Linked DNA regions of Zea mays: regions 1 and 2 are each linked to region 3. The links are chromatin contacts, called in public Hi-C maps. All regions are on one chromosome and are shown on one strand. Each heading gives the region's core, a stretch centred on a gene start, on an enhancer-like site or on the middle of the called end of the contact. The rest is flanking DNA. Distances are from core to core; before and after follow the strand shown.

Region 1 (4,634 bases), core at 739-3,238, 550 kb after region 3:
TGCGAAAGTTGGCCAATCTGTGGGCAGCCAAAATTTGGTCGGCCAATCCATGGGCATGGATAGCTTTGGGCACTATCCAAACATGCACAGAGTGACTGAGAACCTTTTTTTTCCATGCTGGTGTGATAGGGGTGCTGCGACACGGCACAGGCTAAGGAGGTGTTTGCTTCTCACCTTTTAAATTTTAGTTATTTTTAGTCTTTAAAATACCAAACAAGTTGACTAAAATAAATCTTTAAATATGATTTCTAGGAACAAGGATGACCGAAGGAAGGAAAATCCGCAAACGCCACCGCTTCCCCTGTCCGTCCGCCGTTCCGTTCGCCCCCGCACATGACTCAGAAATCCATGGCCGTTTTGATTCGCTGGTGGGCCGGGCCTGTTCGCCATGGCCATTTGCAGGTGCCAGCTGGCACCGACCCGACCGGATCTGCCGCTCGGTTCCCTTCTCAGTTCTGACCTCCGCAAGCTGCCACCGCCAGGCGCCACCAGCTCGTCACGCGCTTGTGCCTATGCCTGGGCGGCGTGGCCCGCCCGCTGCGTCTTCCTTCCGTAGCAGTGCAGTGCAGTGCAGCACAGCCAAGACAAGAAAGGACCAACCCAGCCCATGCATTCTAGTTGGGCCGAGCAAGACCAGGCACTGGCGGATGACTACATTAGTATATACGTACGTAGATCATTGGCTGGATGCCGGCCGGCAGCACGATCTGATGCAAATGTCACTCGCTGCTAGTGCTGTCATTGCCGCTATCCCTAGATTCTTACTAGTGTCATCAGTAGTGACTCCTGAGTCCTGAGCGGCCATCGCTCGGATCATGGCCCAAAGAAAGCAACAGCCGCGTGACGCGTCGACGGCGGCACCCCACGGCCACCGCCACCGCCGCCCGCCTGCCTTCGGTGGGGTTCTGTCTCTCTGTTTGCCGGTTTCTACTCCCTTGGCATCGACCCGCCTGGATACGGACGCGTATGCGTATACGGCCGGCCAGCCGCCAGCGTACCAAAGACAACACGGCAGCCCACCTCTCGCCGCAGAGCTTAATTTGCTAAGCTAATGGGGATCAGTGCACTGACTCCCATTACCATATGTACGTGTGTGTGCATGCTGATACGACGCATGCTGATACGACGACTGCATTTACGCACGCGCACATAGAAAACACGATGCTACCACTCCATATATTCTTTTTTTTTGTTGTTGTTCCTATCAAGTGACCTACCGGCCGTAGTTATATGAAACAACTAAATTAAAGGGGTTTCCATTTCCCGAGTAGGTCTGTACATATATGAAACAAAATGGAGCACTGGGATGTGGTTGTACACTTGTAGAGATTAAAGAAAACCGGAAAGAGAAAAATGGATCACTGGGAGATGTGGCTGTAGTACCACCTGTGTACAAATCAAAGAAAACCAGAAAGAGAAGAAAAGCTGACTGGCACCGTACACGAACACATGGGGATTCCCTTTTTTTCCATTTAATTTGTGCAGGCCTTTTTTTTCTTTCTTTCTCCCACCTTCTTTCTCCTTTCCCTTCTCTCGTCACCAACCCTGACAAACGTGTTTGAACTGCCCTGTTAGGGCGCCATGCTAGCGTAGCAGTAGATGCACCGTGCGTTTCAGAGGTGCAGTATGTATGCACTGCAAGTCTCAAGACGCGTCAACGATTCGTCCTGGCACCTCGGTTTCGTGTCACCGGCAGTATGTATGAACCCTCTGACCCTCTCCATTTGTTCCAGGAATGATGCTGGTCCTAGTCATTATCAATAAAACTAACTAAAAAAAAGTAAAAAGTGTGTCTGCTGCGCTGCATCAGCATTTTCCAGCCAGCTTGTTTCGTCCTAACGAATTGAGTGCATTGTCCGTCTCTCTTCAGTTTTTTTGTGGGTGTGGTTTCCCGCGTTTTCATTTCATTGATTTATTAATCCATATATTAGTTTTATATATAGTTTAAGAATACGTGTGCACTCTAGTGTCGGCGTGGGTGTCCCCTCCCTCCCCCTTTATATACAGTCACGGCACAGGATCGGAGCACGGGAACGCAACGCAACAGAGGGAGAAGGAAAGGAAACAGCAGAGCAGAGGCCACGAGCCCCCCCCCCCCCCCCCCCCCCCCCCCCCCCGCGCGAGAGAGAGAGAGAGAGAGGAGGCGCCGCGGAGCGAGCAGCGAGAACGAGCAAAGGCGCGAAGAATGGGGGAAGCTCCGCCTCCGTGCGCCATCGTGGGGCCACGCCGCGCCGCCGCGCACTCCTTCCGCCTGCCTCGCCACGGCCGCCGCAAGGTGCACGTGGTCCGGCTCGGCGGCCCTGGCGCGCGCGGCCGCGGCCGCGGGCTCCGGCTCCGGCAGTGGCTGCGGCGCGCGGCGTGGCGCCTCGCCGAGCTCTGCGTGGCGGCGCTGTCTGGCCACCACGGTCACCCGCACCCGGGGGCGCCGCCCAGCGCGGCGCACCCGCCGTGGACCGGCGTCGAGCCCTGCTTCGCCGCGCCCTTCGTCCCCGTCGCGCGGATGAAGCGCGCGGCAGCGCAGGCCTAGCTAGCTTGCCGCGATCGACGACAGGCAGAGTTGGTTACCGCTGCTACGCCGCCTACGCGTGACGCCGTGACGCCTGAAGTGAAGAGACTTGCTTCGCTCGTGTCGATCTCGGCATGTAGCAGCGAATCATGTAGGACAGGGGGCGCTCTCGCTGTGGTGCCCAGTGCGCAATGGCATATTGCACACTCCAGTGACCGTACTTAAATCTTATTGTACTTGTGTCTGCTGCTACTGATAACTAATGAAACATTGCTATCAAATATGACCGTCTAAAAAACGAGCTGCCGGTGTCGTCGTCCCAACCATGAGATCTCCAGATGACCACGTACGTGAAGAGTCCAGTTGAATGCTGGAAACAAGATGAAACGCGAGGCACAGGCCCGAGCTTTCCCACCACCACACCAGTTTGGTTGGCCGCCATATAATAACGCCTGATTTCTGCCTTCGGATCCCGTCCGTGGCCATGCATGGCGTCCGCACGCACGGTAGACGAGCTCGGACGATAATGCGGAGACGTACCGGTACCGGCGACCCGAGACGGTTGGGAGCCGATGGATGGGGTGTCGAGACCCACCCGCCCGCATGCACGCCGCCGTCTTCAATGACCGCCGGCGGATAAGGATTAAAGCGCAGGCGTCCTGGCGTTGCCGGCCTCACGGGCTCACCCTCAGCACACACCACACCGCCATGTGCGCGCGCTGCCACGCCCCCCGCCACCGAGCATTTAATCAACGGAGGCGCCCAACCTACCGTGCGTGCGCAAGTGTGCAACAAACAGAGCAACATGGCTAGTTGGCTAGCTTCTTCTCAAAACCGGTGAGATCCCCTGTCGTGGCCCCTCCTCCAACCGAGATTTGGCGGACCGATGCCTGATTGGGAGGACAAATCACATTAGAGGAGCTGCAATGGTGATTAGCTAAAAAATTAATAGTTGCTATATGTTGGTGTTTGGACACCGGTTGTCCTAACTAACAAGTGAATTTTGTGTTACGTGCCTCCCTGGTCCACATGGTGATACAAAAAGACACGAGATTTATCTTGATTCGAACAAGGGAAGACCCTACTTTCAGCGATGTGGATGAGACTTATATTATTTTGCACTGAGGTGCTCGTAGTAGGGAGTACAATCTAGTCGAGAGAGAGAATGAGTACTAAATATCTAGAAGTGATTGAGGCAAGTGCCAATGTCAGGAGTGAAGAGTAAATGATAAGTGTTGCGCCTTCCTCCTCTCCCTCTGGGGACCTTGGACTCCTCCTTTTATAGCCGTAAGGGAAGCCCAAGAGTACAAGTGTTGTTGTTATGTTCAGAGGAGACGAATTCAACCCCCCTTAGCAGTATGGTCGACAAGATAGTCCTTGCCCTAGATGTTGCTTTTGATCAGGAGAAGTATGTCTGATCCCTGTAACCTGCGCTTTTGATCGGTTAGAGAGCTGAGGCCGGGGTCGGGGGCTCGGACGCATACTTGAGCCTGTCCTATTTAGAAGTATGTCGAATCGTAGTGGTTAAAATACCACCCGACATATGGTGAGAAGTGTGTGGTAATCTGCCCCGTGCATCATCCAAGATGGCGGGAAGCGGATTGGACATCGACCTTGTGGTTTCTAATAGCCATCACGTCTTCAGCGGGGTTCACGGGAGGGACAACGACGTCGTGCATTTCTTGGTTGGTGTTGTTGGCCAGGGCAGAGCTCGAGCGAGACTTCTCCCGAGACCGAGGCCGAGTCGGCGCGCGGGTACACAGTCATGCCTGGAGTGGTTGGAATAGCAGTCAGAGTGGCCTGATGCGGGGTTCGCGGAAGAGTTGGTGGCATTTATTGCGCCCTTGCCTGGGCAGTTGGCCAATGCTAAGCTCGGGAGGCCGAGGCCTTGACCAAATGTTGCCTGTTTCTCTTGGAGTTGTTGAAACAGTAACCGGAGTAGGGGAATAGTGCTCGGTATTCGCCCGTGCATCATTGTGGGCGATGAAAGTAGATTTGACCGCGGTCGCATCGTTCTTTGTTGACTTCGACGTCTTCAACCGGGCAGGTGTTCGTACAGTGTGCGTTAAATGCACATGTCCTGATGTTCTGAGAAGTTGGCCGAGGCCAAGCTCATACCCCTTAGGCA
Region 2 (4,216 bases), core at 930-3,429, 700 kb before region 3:
AAATGTCTGGTTGTTTGGTTAAATATGAATGAATACTAATTCCACCATTAAATGAATATATAGTGTAGCATATTCGATTTTTTATAAGCGACCAGTTAACAAAACAATGTATATTGTGAAATTTGGTAACACTATAGATATATAGAACCGAATTTAGAGAATGTTGCTAGAGATGATGAAAATATATAGGATGGAATCTTTTAGAGTGTTATAAAGGACAGAGAATATTCCTTTAGAGGATGAAATTTAGGGGTCGTTGCTGGAGACAGCCTAATCTTGCACTGCTCGACTTCTACCCATACACACAGCACTTAAAGATTGATTGAAAGCCGTTTAGGGCCTCCATCCTAAGCTGGTCCATACTGTATTTTTGTAGATGAGCAAACTCAGCAGGCATGTCTAACCCACCTACAAAACTTCTCTTAGCTCCCAATGAAACATTGATTTCACGGAGTAAATGTAGTTGCATATATAATGGGGCACTACATGATACGAGTATATGGCAGGCAAGAATATAAGCAGAAAACCCAAATACAGAAAGCACAGGATGATTATCTTGCAGGCAACTGATGTGATTTACACCACTGATGGTTGGAGCTCAAGTGTGTTCTCACAGCCGCAGAATCATGTGTATCAACTGTTCCTAACCCTTGCTCACACCAAGGTAGAGGTTGATGGCTTGCCACTACCCGCACCACAAAGGCATCACCAAAACAGGGCTAACAAACAAGCAAAAAAACAATGCTTGGAACCACCTCCAAGCTTATACGAAGACCCCATTTACTCCAAACAGAAAATTTTCCTTACAAACAACCCCAAACTTCATAATAGTCAGTACAGTTACATTATCATAGAAAACTGATAAACTTCAGTTTCTTAATATACAGGGCAAGGCTGATATCCAAAGCAATGACTCCCTAAGAGCTCCCTCAAAAGTTACCATAGTTAGCAAAACTTATGAGATAACATGGACCACCACAAACCGTCCTGATTTACATGCAGCATAATAAGTAGAACACTTCACATGTAAATATCGCTGATATACCGCAATGACAGATTAAAACAATGCATAAACGGAAAGCTTGCTTTAAAAGATTCTACCATGCACAAAAGAGGCGCCACTTGGCATGTAAAAATCTAGGCACCAGTGGGATAACTGCACTCTAATATTATCCAGTGTCACCATAAATCTATCTGTTGCAAATTCTTGACGTAACATCCATAAATGTAAACTGCAATGAATCGCACACAAATGCTATCCATAGCCATAAACAGACAGTAGGGATTTAGATGACAAGCTCACCTGCGCGGGGCGAAGTCACCGGCTTATGGGTCGTGGCAGGTACTGTGGGCCGCAGCAGCCATTCTGGCTTCAACGAGGGCTCACTTCGCTCCATGCCCACGACAAAATCAACAGTGTCCACCAATTCAGTCCACCACCACCAGGGGCGGACTTAGCGTGGGGCATGGGAGTTCAGTTGAACCCCCTAAAAATCGGGGATATAAAAACTCCTCGTGCACTTCTATAGATTGGTATTCCGCGCCTAAAGGATAAAAAACTAATCAGGCCATGCACGGATTAGATTGTATTAGCAGACTATCACGTCGAGAACAAATCCGTAGGTACATGAAACCAAAGGAAATACTTTGAACAATCCAGAAATCCTTTGAACAATCCAAGCTAGGGTTACTCACCACCGAACGAAGAAACGAAGAGGAATCGATCCACGCCCGGGTGGATCTCCACCCCGCGCCACTCCAGTACAAGCAGAGCGCGGGGGCGGCGATGAAGAGGAGAGCGCCGCCTCTGAACGAGAGTGAATTTCCGCGGGAGGAGCCCCGGCCTCTCGGGCGGAAGAAGGTCCTCGATGACGGGTCGGTCGCGCCAATCTGTGGAGGCAGTAGAGCGGAGAGAGCGAGAGCGAGACGAAACCCTCGGGTGGAAATCCGCGGCCGCGGCTGTCGCAGGGAGGAGGCGGCGGCGGCGAGCACGGAGGATTGAGGGATTTCAGCGGGGATCTGAGGGATTCGTGACGGGTTCGGGGGAGCGCCTAGGAGACGAACGGATTTGGAGCGCTGGATTTCGGACGGGATTTTTCCTTGCCTGGGAAATTTCTGTGCCTCCGGTGGGTTTGTGAATTTCGTGGGTAGGGCGCGTGTGTGTGGTGGAGTACTTGTCTGTCTCGGCGAGGGGAGAGAAACCCTAAAAGCAGACCGTGGCTTCCAGCGCCCGCCCCTCCGATCCGGCCCTCCCTCCGATCCTCTTGACGACGGTTTGGTTTCTGGTGGTCCATTCCATTTGGGTTTATCTCTTCGTCGTCTCGGCAGCGGACGCGTTGTACTTTTTTTTTTTGTACATTATTAGTTTTAGATGGATGATATAGTCTATATCTATATTTCTTTTAAAAACCTTAACATTATTATATTTTCTTAAAAAGAGATGTTTGTACAGTGTTGACATAATAATGTGTACATATATTGAAACAGGGCAATGAAATATCATTTATAGGATCCATAAATAAAACCGGTCATATTATGTTGCTTTGCTACCTAGACATGCAAAAACAGTTTTTTTCTTAATTATACTAGGTGAGTGATTATGCGTTACAACGAAAACATATAATACAACGATAAATTATGTACAAATGTGTGTTAGACTATTACGAGAAAAGATTTTGTAATCCATTTGTGATGCTAACCATACAAAAAAATTGTCATTTTAATCTAGTTATTTCACCACCGCATTGCAACCATCAGTACCATACGGACTTCTATATATAATTTTAATAATACCATATCAATTGCATTATTTAAATTTTATAAATGACTGGCCACACGAGGAGGAGCGTCGACGAGGACCAAGAGGTCGGAGTCCCGCCAAGCCAAGACTTAGGGCCTGTTTGTTTACCCCCCAGATTATATAATCTGGATTAAATAATCCTAAACAGTCCAGCTTATTTGCCTAGATTATATAATCTAACCCCTTGGATTATGATAATTCATAAGCAAGTGAGGAGGTGCTTATTTCAGATTATTTTTTTCTCACTTCCCCACTACCCTTTCAAGTTTCCTAGAAATTACCCACCATTGTCATTATAATCCACCGAATCGTTTTTGCGTCTAGTACTAGTCAATTTGGGGATGAAGAAGGTGACATGAATGCATTCCGTGATAATATTGCTAATGCAATATTTGCTAATGTCAATTGAACTTTTTTTCGTATATGAGTTTCAACCTAGTACAAATATAGAGGGCATTCTTGTCTTTCTCATACAAAAGAATCCTATTAACAACTCAAATAATCTGGATAAACAAACAGGACTACCGAGATTATATAATCCAGATTATATAATCCTCCAAAAATAATCCAGATTATATAATCCATGGGGGTAAACAAACAGGCCCTTAGTTAGGACTCCACCTCTCAGCTTCTAAAGCTCCACTTCCACCCCGATAAGAGATCTGAGATCCTCTCCTCCCTCTCTCGACTGTTGTAACCGTTACTACAAGTTTGATCATCAATAGTGCCAGTAGTGCAAGCCACCAATGATTGATGTAAGGATGTTCTGCCCGAACCAGTATAAAATCTTGTGTCCTCCACACACATCCTCTGGAGCCCGAAACGCGCAAAATAAATTTACTTGTCGGAACGAGATACAAAACACCGACAGTTGGCGCGCTAGGTAGGGGCCTTGCACGTTTCGCAACGAGATCATCCAAGCTCCGGATGGCAAGCCACGACGACAACAGACCTCCCGGAACGGTGATCCATTTTAAGGAGCCTTATCTTCTCCTTCATCGGCAAAGTAGAAGCCATTAGGGCCCCGGAAGCCCGATCCCACTGCTTAGGAGAGCAAAGGCCGGTGGTGACCCCTGCATCAACATCAGCCTAGAAAGTGGCATGGTCAGGGTGGTGCCCTGCCAACTAACTTTGTTTGAAGGCCCCAACACTACATCGAGGCCCTTAACGCCCTCAACCTCAACCCGCGTGAGCGGTGTCGAGAGCCCATGATTGAAATCAGAAAGGTCGCTAGATGCGACGCTTCCGGTGAAGGCCTGTAAAGCCAAGCACGAGGGAGGCTCACCATGGTCAAAGCGTGTCGAACGCCCCACGAATCATATCATTGTTAACCAACAATATTCAAATGGTCGACCGTGTTCTGGTTTCGAGCTCATTTAAAGGGGGAAGGCACTCTCGAGGCGCTCTCCTCGATCA
Region 3 (4,341 bases), core at 263-2,762:
CGGGTACGGCAGCTGCTGCTCGCCGCCGAGGACCGGGCGCGCGAACTCGGCGCCCTTGTCCGGGTTGCCGAGGTCGTTGTACACGTCATACTCCCACACCCGGTCGGTGATCCTGCGCTCGCCGGTGTCGGCACCCTCGCCCCTCAGGTCGCTGAGCTGCTGGCGGCGGAGCTCCTGCAGGCCCGGCGGCGTCTCGGCCGGCAGGTACGGCTTGTTGGTGAAGAACACGCGCGGGTTGCGGTCCACGCGGGTGGGCTGCACCCACGAGTTGCAGGTGAAGTGCGCGGGGCCGGAGGGAAAGCCCTCCACCACGATGCTCTCGATGAAGAACTCGCGCTGGTGCCGGTTGAGCACGGTGACCGCGCCCGGCTCGCCGAAGGACCCGTCAACGGTGAAGTCCGCCGTGTACACCACCCGCTCCGTCTTGACGTCCTTCTTCTCGAACCAGCCCACCAGCGCCGAGCGCCTGCTCTTCTTGGGGCCCCCCTTTCCTGCCACCGATTCAACGATGATTCGGTAAGATCGATGCCTCGCCTGGCGTAATTGCGTACTAACTCCATCTTCGTTTCGACGCAGACGAGATGGTAAAGACGGCGGCTTTGGGCACAAATCAAATATTCAAATCAAGAGAGACAGCTCCACGTGATGGTCCATTTGGAAATGATGACTCGGAGACAAAGGCACCAGACGTCAAGGCGCACCAGCTGGAATATTCTCGCCGCGGGTTCCATGAAGGTACGTGGTGGTGGTGGCGGTGGAGCGAACGGAGAAGAAGAGCGGCGAGTGAAGAAAAGGGAAAGAAAGAAAGAAGGAATCAATCTATGCTACTGCCAGTACAATTCAAAGATGCAACGCAACGCCGGATGCGTCTTGGAATTCCATGCCATCGCGTGGCGGGCGGCGACGGGGATGGTGGAATCACGGAACTGTTTCTTACTTGGGTCGGTCTCCGTGCTGATGAGCTCGAGGAGGACACTGCGGCCAACCCGGTCGGCGTACGCGTCCAGCTGCTCGGCGACCCGGCGCTTGGCGTCCTCCTTCCGCCTCCGCCGCACGGTGACCACGGCCCGCGCGGCCACGCTCTGGGGGTGCGGCTCCGGGGGGCCCGCCCCGGCCCTCTCCGGTGGCGCCGGCGTCACCACGACCCGCTCGGCCAGCGCGCCCACCGGCGCGGTCGACCTCAGCGACGACCTCCTCCTGTGCGCGCTCCCCTCCCTTCCGACCGCGGCGAAGCAGGGCCCGCCTCGCCGCTCCCGTCCGGGCGCCGCGGCAGCAGGGCTCGCCAAGGAAGATCTCCCCAGCAGCTTCATCGCCGACGCCATGGGCAGAGCTCCAGAAACTTCCTCCCCCTTGATCGACCGATCGTAGCAGTTAAGGTTGGCTGACGCACTGAAGAACAAAACAACAAATCGCCGGTGGACTAGTTCGCGGATCGTTTCCGAGTGTTTTTTTTTCTCTCTTTCTCTCTCTCCCTCTCTCTCGTTATGGTGCTTTGGACTAGTCTCTGTTTGTGCAGTGGCGCGAGCTACCACCTTGCTCGCGGTGGGAGCAGCACCATATATAGGGGCGCCGGTCTGGGAGTAAGTGAGGACTCGCTGGGGCCTGCAGTCCTGCACGGAGCAGCAACCGACGCGACGAGCTCGGCTCGGCTGGACGGACGCGCAGGCGCGGCGATGGGTATTCCTGCGCCGGCCACACGTGTTGCATGCGTCCTATGCGACCGGGAAAAATAGGGGCGGAGCTGCGGCCTGCGGGACCGATGCTTCGACGCAGGTGACGCGGACAACGATGGCCCGGCCCCGGCCCCGGCGTGTGTGGTTGCTGATGCGGACAACGATGCCCCGTGATGCCGCGCACTACTACTGTATCAGAGATGTTGAAGAATGAACTCAGGGGCTGTTTGGTTTGTGGCTAAACGTGTCACACTTTGCCTAAGGTTAGTCGTTCGAATTGAAGAACTAACCTTAGGCAGAAAAGTGTGGCAAAATGTGGCAAGTTAGTCATCAAACCAAACAGGCCCTCAATGTGCCGGGTGCCCCTAAAGACGAGGTACTAAACAACGTACTAGGTTGACAGTGGATTGGTATCGAAAGTAGCGCGCGTATCTTGGATGCTAACAATTTGAACAACGGTTTATATGATAGTCATATAAATATTAAAAATATATATCGTGGACAATAGGAAAGAATGACGGTGCAAACAGGGGCCGTAAGTATAAGTTCAGGGCAGGCAATAGGGCCATGCAGCGGAGGCGATCGCCGGGGGCCTCGCCGGGGGCCCAAGAAAGAAATGGGCTCAATATCTAATATAATAGTAGAGTTGGTATTAAATTATTGTCTTACTAAGGCCCCGTTTGATTAGAGGGACTAATCTTTAGTCCCTCGTTTTTAGTCTCGTTTAGTCTCTATTTTACCAAACGAAAGGACTAAAATAGGGACTAATTGGCTTTAGTCTCTAGTCCCTCACATGAGTGCTAAATGGACTAAAGGGCAACATTTACTCCAATTACCCTTGCTAGAAAATTGGTGTCAAACAAAAAAAAGGGCATTTTGGTCTTTATGTGTTGCATTTAATGTATTTAGAATCTATTTAGTCCCTAAAGCCAAACAGGTTAGGAACTAAAATTTAGTCCCTAGACTAAACTTTAGTTATAGGACTAATGGAACCAAACGGGGCCTAAATTACATATATGCGGAACAAACGACGCATATGTCTAGCTAAAGCGTCCGTTGAAGGCCTCCTACACTGCTACACAGAACCAGTCTCGTTCTCACTGTCGTCACCGATCGCATGTCACACGCTCGTAGCTTAATTAGTTTTATCGAAATTATAATAATTATCAGAATGGAATTCAATTCCAACTAAACAAACGGAGCTTAAGGGAAATTAGTTTATTTTCAAATGAAAAATAGGAATTCCTTAGAGAAATAGGGCTGTCAAACTAACACTAAATATATTGTGATCGACTTTATTTCTCGATAATTATCAGACATATTAAATTGAATATATATCAATGTATTTGTTTATGTCTTTGCAAGTAAAATTCATACATATTATTTAAATATAAAAATTATAATAGAAGGTCTATCACAATGAGCTCGTATGGGGCCCTCAAAATCATAGGACCAGGGTTGTACAAGTTATGCAAGTGACCATTCTGGTCCTTTAGATCATGATCTAAATATAGATTTTACCATAGGCGTAACAATAGTCTGTTAAGGTTTTAGGGTTTAGGGGATAGTGAGTATGGATAATATGATTTTTTTTTCTTTGGTGGGTATAATGTGCGTGCACCGGATATGTAACCCGCTGCCATCCCTGGCCTTGGATGGTGATGGTGACACATACTATGCAGTACGGAGTATATATGCGTGTGGGCACTTGGCCACGTAGCGAGCGTGGTGACCGAGATCTCGTGTCGAGACGTTGCTGTCCACGGCGATCTCCGATCCGGCGGCCGGTGGTGCGCAGTAAACACACACACACACACATCCATCCCTCTTCCTCTAAACTAAAGCAAACATTGATGGCCGGTCCTTTTGTTTCTCATCATCATCTCCGAACACGACGTTCTTCCCATAGTTCTCGCTAAGAAAAAAAAAGAAGAGAGAGAGCTGGCCACGCTCGGCTGCTCGCGGCGGGAGGGACGCGTATAAGGGCGATGCATGCGCGTGCGTGCACCGTGCAGTGCATGTGTTGTTTCCGCTTCTTCTGCACGCGGTGAGCGATCGAGATACAATGCAGTAAGTGGGCCTCGACGCTGACGGGCGGCGCCCGCTGCCCGCTAGCGCGTTGACCACCCGTCGTCCACCAACCTCCTGCCCTGCCCAGCCCAGCTCCCGATCGCTTCTTCTTTCGGCGCGTGGGGAGGCCGGGTTAGCTTAGCCCCGGTCGCGCGCACGGCCGTCAAAGCCGTGTACCGGACCGATCGGGCGGGCCTGTCAACCTGTCTGATTACACTTGATCAGGATTCAGAGTTGAGATAAAAGGAGGCCGCGCGCGCGCTAAAAGAAACGAAAGAGAGAGCGGCCGAGAAAGGGAAGCTAAAAGAAGAAAAGCCCGAGCATCTCCTCCATGCATGCACGAGTATACATACAATGGCAGGATCTACACAGGATCATCGGATCACCGGAATGGACAGCCCTTTTGCCAAAAGCTTCTGGCCCTCTCGCCCAAAGCTTTGCTTGGCCCTGCTGGACTGGTCCCCCTCCCGGTCCCGGTCCCGGTCACGTAGGGTCCCCCCCCCACCCCCACCCCGCGCCCACATGCACTGATCTGCTTCGTCTTTCCTGACCGTGGACGGCAGCATTATTCTCTTGTTGAGCAACCTGGACGCGCATT

The links. Hi-C and Micro-C count contacts between places; a contact is called where the count stands out from the background.
Region 1: a Hi-C map of bundle sheath shows a contact between it and region 3, with 2.7 times the contacts expected there. The contact joins the promoter of LOC103646394 here to the promoter of ts1 in region 3. A contact is called at or near these places in 6 of 25 Hi-C or Micro-C datasets (bundle sheath, ear, endosperm and 3 more).
Region 2: a contact with region 3 is called in a Hi-C map of endosperm, with 2.6 times the contacts expected there. The contact joins the promoter of LOC100273515 here to the promoter of ts1 in region 3. A contact is called at or near these places in 3 of 25 Hi-C or Micro-C datasets (endosperm, leaf mesophyll and tassel).

The regions. Positions count from the first base shown.
Region 1 is chr2:47,581,313-47,585,946 of Zm-B73-REFERENCE-NAM-5.0, forward strand. It overlaps LOC103646394, which reads left to right and starts at 1,989. Exons shown (of 1, transcript XM_020549284.3): 1 at 1,989-2,804. The coding sequence starts at 2,186. The coding sequence ends at 2,527.
Region 2 is chr2:46,335,562-46,339,777 of Zm-B73-REFERENCE-NAM-5.0, forward strand. LOC100273515 reads right to left here and starts at 2,180. Exons shown (of 6, transcript NM_001360263.1): 1 at 1,696-2,180; 2 at 1,304-1,544. The coding sequence starts at 1,397.
Region 3 is chr2:47,033,443-47,037,783 of Zm-B73-REFERENCE-NAM-5.0, forward strand. ts1 (tasselseed1) reads right to left here and starts at 1,513. Exons shown (of 7, transcript NM_001352513.1): 1 at 938-1,513; 2 at 1-491. The coding sequence starts at 1,322.